Linked DNA regions of Drosophila melanogaster: region 2 is linked to region 1. Evidence: chromatin contacts called from public Hi-C data. All regions are on one chromosome and are shown on one strand. Each heading gives the region's core, a stretch centred on a gene start, on an enhancer-like site or on the middle of the called end of the contact. The rest is flanking DNA. Distances are from core to core; before and after follow the strand shown. Region 1 holds the start of Dhc36C (Dynein heavy chain at 36C). Region 2 holds the start of CG6870.

The links. Hi-C and Micro-C count contacts between places; a contact is called where the count stands out from the background.
Region 2: a contact with region 1 is called in a Hi-C map of the Kc167 cell line, with 3 times the contacts expected there. The contact joins the promoter of CG6870 here to the promoter of Dhc36C in region 1. A contact is called at or near these places in 35 of 107 Hi-C or Micro-C datasets (the Clone 8 cell line, the D17-c3 cell line, the Kc167 cell line and 13 more) and 1 of 6 datasets of contacts at active chromatin or transcription factors (the Kc167 cell line).

The regions. Positions count from the first base shown.
Region 1 is chr2L:17,499,867-17,505,542 of dm6, forward strand. Dhc36C (Dynein heavy chain at 36C) reads left to right here and starts at 1,535. Exons shown (of 23, transcript NM_078867.4): 1 at 1,535-2,133; 2 at 2,196-2,420; 3 at 4,114-4,276; 4 at 4,378-4,611; 5 at 4,675-5,676. The coding sequence starts at 1,601. mEFTs (mitochondrial translation elongation factor Ts) reads right to left here and starts at 1,240. Exons shown (of 3, transcript NM_136003.5): 1 at 626-1,240; 2 at 169-417; 3 at 1-63. The coding sequence starts at 802.
Region 2 is chr2L:17,589,842-17,595,693 of dm6, forward strand. It overlaps CG6870, which reads right to left and starts at 2,458. Exons shown (of 1, transcript NM_001299089.1): 1 at 1,474-2,458. The coding sequence starts at 2,270. The coding sequence ends at 1,857. Oli (Olig family) reads left to right here. Exons shown (of 3, transcript NM_001299088.1): 2 at 371-970; 3 at 1,031-1,426. The coding sequence starts at 399. The coding sequence ends at 1,157. Sytalpha (Synaptotagmin alpha) reads left to right here and starts at 2,419. Exons shown (of 6, transcript NM_001201903.1): 1 at 2,419-2,492. The coding sequence starts at 2,483.

The DNA of each region.
Region 1 (5,676 bases), core at 285-2,784:
GTCGCCCAACGTGCGTCCCTCCTCCGTGCGCAAGTTTCTGAGGGCGTCCGCATCAAAGCCAAGCTGAAAGGATATGCACATTCTTTAATTAGCAATTTCTTTAGGAATGGATGCAAAACCGGTTCTGATCCAAATATTGTGTACATTTCCCATAAAAATCTCGCTCACCTTCCACAGATCTCCATCGAAGTCCGTCAAGTCCGTGTATTGCAGACACATGCAGGCGACGTGGTCAACGAACCGCTTGAAGGTATCGTTCCTGGCTACGAAATCCGTCTCGCAATTCAGCTCGACCATGGCGCCCCGGTTTCCGCGGATGAGCACTCCAATCAGACCATGTGCAGTGGCTCGATCTGCGACCTTGGTGGCCTTCGACCAGCCGAGGGTCTGGGCCTGCTCGTGCAGCCACTTTTCAGCCTGCAAGAGCGAGATGATGGCAAGGTGAGTTGATTAGCACAGATGTGTTTTGATCACAAAGGAGTTTGCATGCGGTGCAGCTATATATATTACATAATAATATAGAAAAATCAGCAATTTTTCAAAATGTAGAGATCCCCATTTCGTGCTCTTTGTAATGGAAAGCTCACTGCACCGCTTGCAATAAAACTATTAGCCAACTACCCACCAATCCGACGTCGTTGTTGTGCTTCTCCAGCGCCTTCTTGCAATTGGCGAAGGTGTATCCGGTTTTCTTCCTCAGCGCCGCCAGGGCACTCTTCTCCAGGCCACCGGATCCGCCAGAGCCGGCATAAAGCTGCCGCGTGGAGTGAAGTGCGCGTGTGAAAAACCTTTGTAGCAGCATTTTTCCAAAAAATTTCCGAAATTTACTGGGAGGCCAAAATGATTTCTAGCGTGATTTGTGTGCGAATTGAATTGTTGCTCTTTGCCTGCTGTCAAGGGCAACTCGCCGGCTTGTTTGTTTTTCCGTTTTCCGACCTGTCGCTATGTAGTAGTTGCCCGGAAAATCAATTCATTCTAAACAACGGAAAAGCCTGTGTGAGATTTGCATTTGTTTTCAACTCCTTCGTATGTTCGCTTCGGTTCAAGAAAAATTAATCGCGTTGCGGCGCGAATAAATCCAAAGCGAGTGTGGTGCCTCGATAGGTGAACGACTGGTAAGCGTCGATAGTTTAGTTTTCGGCTTTTCTGTGTGCTTAATTCGAGCAATTAATTTTGAAACTGAAAATTTTGACAATTTTCCGTGTTGCACAATTCGGCTGTTAGGGATGGCAAAAAAGCCGGTAGGGCGCGTGTGCGGAGAACAGCTGTTGCGAAGCGACTATCGATAGTGGCGACGCTATCGTTGGCCAAATGACGTTTAGTGGATGTTACAACCTATTACCGGTTACAACCGATTCGAAATGGATTGAAACCAAATATTTAAAACTTAAACCTAATAAATAGTTTTTTTTTTAATTCTGGCGCACGTAGTTATTTTCTTAATTAATATTTTAGTGTTTTTTTTTACTTTAAATAGTACTTTGATTAATAACTCGGCGGGATACAATCGTTTTATGTTTCAAAAACAATTATTGAAAACAATTTTCATTTTCTGTAGTCACATTTTGATTCGAACGTTGAACCGATTTCAGGCTTCAACATGCAGGGCAGACAGAATCCGAATCGGGAGTTCAGCATCCCCAGCTTCACGTCCATATGCGGCGGTCGCCGCCTATGCGAGAAGTCGAAGATGCTGTACACGCGACCCAAGCCGGATGTGCTGCAGAGCATCCTGCAGTCAAAGGCCAATCCGGAGTACAAGTCGCGTCGCCTGTGGTACGAACTGAACATGCCGGAATGCGCCAGCTCCCTGCTGGACGGCAAGATGAAATCCGACCTGCCGGACAACATACTCTGCGCGAAGAAACAGCAGAAGAAACGCCAGAAGAAGCGTGAGAGCGGCGTGGCCAAGGCCAACTACATGACCATGCGACTGGAGCGGGAGCACTTCCGCCGCAAGCTGGTGGAGCTCATCCTGCACATGGACGACGACCAGGATCCCGAGCTGGCCGCCCAGTGCGCCGTACCCTTTCCCGACCAGGAGGAGCGCGAGATTCTGCGATATTACTATTACATCAAGCATGGCATTGACACCATTCACGTGTCGCCGTTGAGCAAGAAGATCCTCAAGAGGTGCGTTCCACTGAACACTTTCAAATGTATCTGCTTTTTTGCTAACTGCTTTCCGTCTGCAGGATAACCGATCTTGTGCCACCACTGCTCTACAAGTGGCAGACGGCACTCAATGAAAACATAGCCGAAGTCCGGGCGGACTACGTGTTCGCCATGAAGAAGGCCGTTGTGGACTTCGTCCTGCGGCACACGGTCCTCGATCGCCTAACCAAGGAGGGCGTGGGTGGCAAATACGACACCGCCGAGCGGCGGGAGGTGCAATCCATGACGAACTTTTGGCGCTATCGGTGAGTCTCCATGATGCTAATGTCAAATTCGATAAAAGTCTTCGATTTCTATTCGATAAATGGCAAATGAAACTTTTGATCCGTTAAAAGTGTATAATCCAGGCAGAATATAGAAACATTTTTCACGTTTTTCGTTAGCTTTTTCTATGCAAAAAAAAAAAAGAAAAAAATACAGCAATGCAGATGAAATTGCAACTTCTCTTAAGCCAAATGGATTTTGAGAGGCAAAATCAGAGTAGCGTAATTGATATTGAAATGCATGCGTTGTTTGGTTCGACAAAGTTGAAAAACCAATGCAAGCGAAGGGCGGGAATTTAAAGTTAGAAACTTCCGAGCGTGTGGGAAATTCAAATTTTTTAATTAAAATAAATTACACCCGCACCAAGTGCCACGTAAATTGTGCGCATTGTAAAAAGGGAGGCAGGCGGCAGGCAGGCAGGCAAAAAAAAAAAAAAATGGGTAAAAGAAAAAGTTGCTATAATTGAATGCGAGTGTGTTGTGTGTAACTTGCCTGTAACCGCCAGCAACGCATTTGGCGCAAAAAAAGCGTGCAATTGACATGCAATTACGCCCAACCAAACTGGATCACGCCCCCACATATGGACTTTTATATTCACGGATGCCTTGGCTTTATTGCGGATTAAAAAAACGAAATGAATTGCCCTTTGAGTCGACCGCGCGCGAAATCTTATGAAAATAACTGACAAAGTTGTCTTGCCAGGGGGGGTGGGGGGTGAAAGGCGTTAAGAAAATAAGGAAAATAACGAAAATAACGAAAGTCGTGCGACATTATTAAAAGCTTCTTGCGATTGGGGGGAAAACGCGAGAAATCGCTTTGCGGCGTGCCAAAAACTTTTTAACCGCACTTTTTGAACTACAATGCCGCGGAAATGGAAAAGTGGAAAAGGCTGTGTGTGGAAATGGAAGCAACAGAAAGTTAAGTCCTCCTGTGTATTGGTTTGACATTTGATGAGCAACAGCATCTCCAGCAGCTGGAGAAGATTTGGGTGGCTCGACATAAATTTGCAAAAAGGATATGCTTAAAAATGAATTGTACTTGTTTGTGGCATCAACAAGGGAGTTTCGCGATTTTGGGGCCACCATCTCGTTCTGTCTATTGTGGAAAACATCCAACAACTTGGGTTATCTGCTGCAAAGTTGAACAATGGACCCATTAGCGGGCATGATTGATCTCCAATTTATCACGGAAGTTATCACTTTGTAGTATATAATTGGGATGAATACGTTGCTGTTCGCTGCACTTAATACATTTGAAAATGTTTTAGTTTAAAGGCGATTTTGGTATTTCAATCTACCTTCTTCATCACGTCTTTTTTGGTTCCAAACTGGGTCGAAGGAGCATCCATCGATGTACAGGTCCGCGTGAGGTTTGCTAATTTATTGCCTTCGAGCATTTGGCATCATTAAGAAGGGCCTTTGGATGCTTTTTGTGATTCGGGGATTCGATGGTTGGGTGGTTAGGTGGTTGCCCGCTGGGTGCTCCTGTGGCTGGGCGGTTGCGGTTGCCTGCACTGTTTAATGGGCTGTGACGGAATAGCTGGAGTGAAAAGTTTCCCTTGGTCTCGAGATAATTTGCATAAAAAGACGGTACTAACTGTGGTCGCCATCGCCTCATCTCCATCTTTATACCCATACCCATACCCATACCCATGGCATACAATTTATCCCGCAGCTACGACGAGAACCGCAATGTCCTGATGAAGACGCTCTTTTGCATACATCGAAGTGTGGCCAGCATCTTGGAGCTGTGGAGCATGAAATATAAGGATAAGTCCCTCATCGACAGCAAGGAGTTGGCCAAAGTCGAGAGTCCCTTTTCATTATTCACATTTGTGGTAAGATTAATTTATTGGGCTTATCGAGTAGTTCATTTTTGAATATAGTCTTTGGTTATTAATATATTTAATATATATCTGCGTATTTTACTCCTTATCAGTACTTGTGCGGTTCCCATATCGATAATGGAAAGACTCTGCTGGAGGAGAGCTGGTATGGTGAGATACACTCCTCATTGCTGAAGGCTAGCAAACGTGGACAGCTTCCGGACATTCGGCGTTTTACTCTGGTTAAACGATTCTTTAACTGCGTGGCCGCTTTGATGACTCAACAACTGGAGGACATATGCATCAGGAGTCTGAAGGAGTACGCCGACTTTATATGCGATTATGGGGTGAGAATTGTGAATGGTAAACATTAAGAAAAAGTCAAATAATACTCAAAATATCTTATCTAGCACTCGAATCCCGGATTTGAGATTTCTGTGATGCTGGCCGACGAAGACACCATACAATTCAATCCCAGCTTCTCGAAAGTCCAGAGTGAATTGCTTCGTGTCATCGATTCGATCATGCTGAGCATACAAATGCTGCCCCGCATCGAGAGCAAACTATATACCGATCTAATCGTCTCGAAGAAGATCTTCCTCACACCCACAGTGCCCGAAAGTATTGTTCAGGAGACGAAGAATCGGATATGCGCCATGTTGGAGGAGCAGCGCATCGGTCCAGAGCTGCGACTGCAGGACTTTGATCCATTCATTGATCTAATCAATGGAAGCGATGCTGAGCGGGTGGGAAACTTCATGGAAAGTGATGCCACCTTCGAACAGTATGCGGATATGGTGTACGAGTACAAGGAGAAGGAGGATCGCATTGCCAAGGAGGTGTGGGCTGTCATCCGGATGGGTTTCTACGAGTTTCACAGGGATAAGTTCATCACACATCTGGAGAGCTTGTGCAGGCAGTTGCAGTTGGATTTGCTGGCTAGAATGGTGACCGATCAACAGGCTAGGATCACTCGATTGGGCAAAGAGTACGATGCCATTGCTAAGAAGGCCCTAACTGTGCCCAAGGACACGGCCGAATTGATGCAACTGAAGGCCTATGTGGTTCATGCCGAAGAGAATCTAGTGCCAGAGATGGAGGCGAGATTGAAAGTGAATATGAGCGAAATTCTCTGGCTTATGGATCATACTTTGTACTCCCCGCTGGAGATCAAGAACAACAGTAACTCCTTTCAGTGGTATCTGAAGCTTCCGTCCATTTTCGAGCAACATCGTGCGATTATTGCCGAGAAGGTGATCGAGTACCAGGAACTGCTCAAAAAACGCATCGAGCTCTTCCGACGCGAACTGCAAAATTACTACGAACAGGTGCAAACGTACGACACGTGGGGCGACATTAAGCAGCTTTCTAGGTACAAGAAGCGGGCTGGGGTGCTGGATCAGAGATTAGTG
Region 2 (5,852 bases), core at 1,208-3,707, 91 kb after region 1:
GCCACCTATGAAAAGCTTTGATAAGCTTATATTCATCTTGTTAATCTGACTACCGCGTAATATTTTGGCTTTGAATTTCCGAAAGGCTTAACGATTATTTTGCTTTAATTAAATTTAAGGAATACCTGACAGACGTTTGCAATTTGTTAAACCATTTCGGGTTAAAACACAAAACAGATGCTCCACCTATAAAAAGCTTTGCTAACCTATTAAATACATAAAATTCCGACAGATGGCGCTACCGAACAGCTGAGCATACGAGTATTCACCCCTATTTTTTAGTTTTCTTATGCAACCCTGCATCATAATAACTTTGATTTGCAAGGACTACCCTAAAAGATTACACATCCCTTCAACCTTTTTTTCACAGCTGGAAAAGTCCCATAAAATACAAAAAAATGGATCCCTCGAATCTTGCTTTTGGTTTTCCCGGTCTCCCCAACCACGGACACATGCCAATACCTCCTACAGCCAATATGCTTGGTGGCCAGCATCCAGCACCCACCGCCAGCCCACCACAAAGCGTCCCCGGCCGTCGGACGCCACTTGGATCGGTTGGTCTGGGTGGTTTCTATGCCCAGGGAATGGGCATGTCCCAGCAGCCACCGACGGATGAGAACAAACCAGGGCCCAGTGCTCCGGAGAAGCCATTGAGTCCCACGGCCGCCGCCATCGCAGCCATTGCCATCAGTGGTGGCACCACCACGGTGGCCGTGTCCAGTGGTGGCGCCAGCGGAAGTGGCTCCAACAGTGGCAAGCAGAAAAACCGCCAGGGAAAGACGGTAAGGCTGAACATAAATGCCCGGGAACGACGAAGGATGCACGATTTGAATGATGCCCTTGATGAGCTGAGAAGTGTGATTCCCTATGCCCATTCGCCTTCTGTGCGAAAGCTGTCGAAAATAGCCACCTTGCTGCTGGCTAAGAACTACATTCTGATGCAGCAAAATGCTCTCGAGGAGTTGAGAAGGTAACGTAGTTCATTACCACGCTCAATAGGAATTATTAACATATATGCTTTTACTTTTAGACTTTTGGCCTATATACAAAGCACCACGGGAGCAGCGCCACTGGATTTGGGTGCATTTCCGGCGGCTGCCAAGTTGCAGGCTCTTCTTCAAGGACCTCACAACGAACCACCGACTAGCAGCAGTTAAATAGGAGTGGGGGCCACCATAAACTATGGTTCAACTGATAAGCAATCCATTAATGAGCAATACTTTTAAGTCAATTGGAAAGCAAATGCCAAATACTTGTGTACTAGTCAGACGAAAGGAGGTTGATAAGGAGCCTCTTATCAGAGCAGCCAAGTGAAAATCTGTTCAGTGATATTTATTTTTGTCATAAGCATTTCTTATTTATGCATTTACCCAATGTCAACCAATATGTGTAAGATGAATATTACCGAATAAAGTATTATTGAAGTAGAAAGTATGTCGTTGGAAAAGGGTTTGGTCATTTAGGTTTACCCATCAGCACTGATAGAAGCCTGTCATTTTTCAGAATCATCAAACAAACAAACAAAATAAGAGTTTCAAATACTCAAACACGCCCAACCCAACCAACCATTTATAGTCATCAGATAACAAACATCAAAGAGCACAATCAAATTTAAAATAATATAATCTTAGATCCGTTTCAAGTCTTGGCAAAAATATTTAACATATAAATATACATACATAGTTGTCTGTATGGTTTTTGATGATTAAGCAAAAGCCGTTTAGCGGAATTCGAAATAAGCGGATTACAACTAGAAAACTAGTCGATGAATACTCTAAAAATATATATATATATAGACATATACGACATGGAGGACGGCGGCGAAGGCGATCGGTGCAAAATCGGCTGGCATTATATTATTCCGGTATGCCCAGGGACAAAACCTTGTTTTTGCCAGTGCGAAAAATGTGCTGCTTGGTGGGCAGTTGACCGATCAAGAAATCCTTCATCATTTCGATGGCATCCCCCGAGTGTCCTGTGCCATGGAAGGCGATGGTGGCATCTCGCCCTGCGTGATCCATAATGACGTCGTCGCCGCCGGGATGATCCCTTAGAAAGTGTGTCACATCGTAGACCCTATCGTAGATTACCACCCAGCAATCGTCGAAGCTGTCGTGCTGGGCCACCTCCTCCAATGCGATCTCCGGCAGATCTTCCAGTTTTAAACGTTCCTTTTTGCTTGGTACAACGACCACCTGATTACTGGACTTTCCATGTCCCAAGGGCACAATTCTCAGCGATTGCAAGAGGTTCGTCAACGCGGATGACATGTTGTAAGTATGCAATTACTTTCACTTTTACTAATATTTGATACAACGATTTGTAATGCCGCCCGATCACTTCAGACAGCCGGCAATCGATTCAAGTTGAGTTCTGCTTGGTCGGCTTCAGTTCCAGTTTTACTTGGGGTCTTGAGTGTCTTTCGTGTGCAGCCACCGGTACTGGAGTGTCATTCATGCCTTGGATTGTAATCGTTTTATAAATGACAACACGTGAGTCGATCGATGGAGCCGACAGCATGGTGATAAGACTTCGTGTCCAGAGAAGCGAAGCTCTTATAGATCGGTTTCTATATAATATATAATTATATATATATATATACATATATGTATGTTCAACCGAACTGGTTTGCATCTACATATGTTCATGGGAGGGCTAGGCATTGCACTGAGATTGCGAGATTTTGCAATAATGTTTTGTGGTCACTCGTACTCATATGAGTCAATTTCCGAATATGCTCGTAAAGACGAGCATAAATTATATATTTCTCTGTTAATCGGATTGCTCAGTGAGCTAATTACTTGCTACCTTATAAATTTAATGGGCCAGCAATTATTAAAAGGGAGACATTTAACGCGCCTATCAGCATTACAATTGATTTATTGGCACAAGTCAAACGTGCATCGGGCGAATCAATTACGTCTACTCGAACCGTTTGATCGCCAGTCATTAAGGCAATCAAAATAAATTTTGGGTTAATAGCCTGGAGTTATTTACTTTTAATACTTAAATGCGTTTTAAGTTTGCCAAAAATCACGATTTGTGTCAAGCCACGTTTGTTCTAAATTCTAATGGGAACAGAGATAATGACTTCAATATTATCGCTCACTACAACTTTGAACTTGAAATTGGAATGGATTCGGAAATTATGCCACGCTTTTGAACTATTTGAACCATGGGAATGATTTTAATTTTACATGGAGTGAGTACGTTTAATCAATAATTATTACGAAACTAAAGATCTGATGAAATTATTCAGACTATTTAATTTCCCATTTATTAAATTCCAGACAGAACGCCATTCACTAATTCTGTACATTGTATTGTATAAATAGAAAATATTGCAAAGCTAAGGAAATAGTTCAAACTACGCAATATAAAACATAAATATTATTCAAGTAAAAACAACAAGAAATTATTTCTAAATAATAACTTTTAAGACGTCACGATTCAATTGTTATTGATCATTTATTATTTTCAATTGAGTTCAAGTTTGATGTGTGGTTTTAACAAGATTTGGTAATCTAATATGCTAGCATCTCAGTGTTAAGATCAGCATTATCACGTTAAGTAATTAACCGCAAAAATATTCAAAGTCGTAACTGAACGAGCTCTTTAAATGGGCTAAACCATTTGACTTTGACTTTGAGGTTTACATGAACTAGGTGTATCCATATTAAATATCTATTGATGGTTAGAAAAAGCCTGCGAATAGCATTGCTAATAAAAGGCAGAATATATTTCAGTTCTAAGAGGTTATCATTCTAAGTGTGCGTGATTGCGTACATTTTTGAAAAAAACGCGAATCTTTCTTCGACAAGAATATTTGAATAATTGCCTAGTGTTATCAGAGTAGTCTAGAAATATGTAGGGGAAGAGATTATAATTTAGTTCTGGCGATTTTTTGCAAAAATGTTAAGATAAGGCTGAATAAGTACTAAGTACTTTCAAAACCATTGTCAAGTCCACGGACGGAATTAAAAGTGACTATTCATTGGTCTTTTCTTGTATTTGTATTTAAAGTTTATTAGCTATATCACTTCTAAAATAAGAATAAATCAAAGTTCAACGAAGTCCGAATATTATAAGTTATATTTTCTTTTTTACCATAATCAAATTTTGGCAAAACAGGGAAAAGAAGCAATACAAATATTTAAATAGATAACGACAAGAATTGCAATTCATTATAAATAAATACAATAAATATTTAAAAAGTATTATATAAATAAATCAACAGTCAGGATTATATGCATGTTTCTTAAGTAAACACAATGATTCTGAAAATAATATTATATGAGTCGTACAAATTTATATATTTCTTTTCATATATAGAAATAGGTGGCAACGCCCAATGTAACGGAAATGCTAAAAAGCTTCTTGAAAACATAAGCTTTTGGGAAAGGTTAACCGATTCGGATTTCGCGGGCTTTTTTCTAAAATTGGCCAGCTGTTGCTCTTTGGGAAGCTTTTGTATAAAAAAAGGCTTTTCCTTCCGGTAGTTGGATTACTTTTTGGCTAAAACGGGTGGCCAATATTTAATTATTACTTCCTTATATTGGTATATTAAGTATGCAAATAAATTTTATTTCGAAAGACACTTTTTTAAACTAGGGATTTTAACGGACATTTCCGTCAGGGACTCGAAGTTTCCCATTTGCATTTGTGTGGTGTTTCCATCAGCCCATCTGTGTTTTGGGTGCGAAAGTGTGAGTGTGATGGAACATGACATCGGGTAACTGCGTGTAATTTTTGGTGAACAACAACACAGTCGAGTTTCAGCAACGCTCTGGCCAAGTTGTTAAGGCGCGTGAATAAAAAAAAAAGCGAAAATTCAACCGCTTCCAGTTATCTCTTTACTTGGCTAAATTTATTTGATGTAATTGACCAATGTGAGCAGGGGATTATTGAGTTAAAAATTAATAAAAGCCCGCTAATACGGAAATTGCTTCGAAAACTCGTTAACAACACGCACAATATGCATGCCACTGTGTAGAGCAAATTGCGCATACGCCACGTTGAACTGTCGTATTCGTATTCGTATTCGGGATTTCGTAAACATATTGTTGCGGTAAATTGCATGCAGCAATTTCAATAAGAAAATTGTTTGCACAGTTTTTGTTCGGCTTTGTGTCACCGATTTGCAAATATTTAAGGGGTAAGTGCTGACACAGCTGTTTGATCCATGTGAACTCAATTTGCATACAAATTCGATGTTATAATCTGCGAAAATAGTTAAGTCACGTTTCGAAAACAAGCCATTCAATATTTAATGGTTTTTACTTGCTTTGAAGTCAACTGAAATCTTCATTGAACAATGGTTTCGTCGAGCGAATGTAATACGAACTTGTTGAACCAGTAAATTGATTTTCTAGACCAAAAAGAAAGTGTAAGCTGGCAAACTTTTATTGTTAAAGTTTAGCGAATGTATTTTCCTTTGTAAATTGCCTTGTAAAAAGTTCTGTCCAAGGTTCTGAAGAAATACTTTGAGTGAAATAGTTTAATAATGCAACATAAATTGAGGGGAGTTTTCGATCTTTTCCAATTCTCACAGGAGTTGCCAGACAAAACTATAGTCATTTCCTAAAAGTTTACTTCAATACGTTCGCTTATTATTGTAAAAGGAAAAATTTTAATTTCCTTGTGCCGCACTTTGCTTTTAAAGTCCCTTCCATTTTACATTTTAGCGGAACCTTAAATACGATAGGCTCATAAAAGCATGGCATAATAAGTAATATGATATCAGAAAATGATCCACATCCTTTGATCCCAATCAGATTTGTAGAAAATTGTTTGCTTTGGAAAATGAGCTAACCTCTCGAGCATTCACCGCGCCAGAAATGATTGCTGATTGA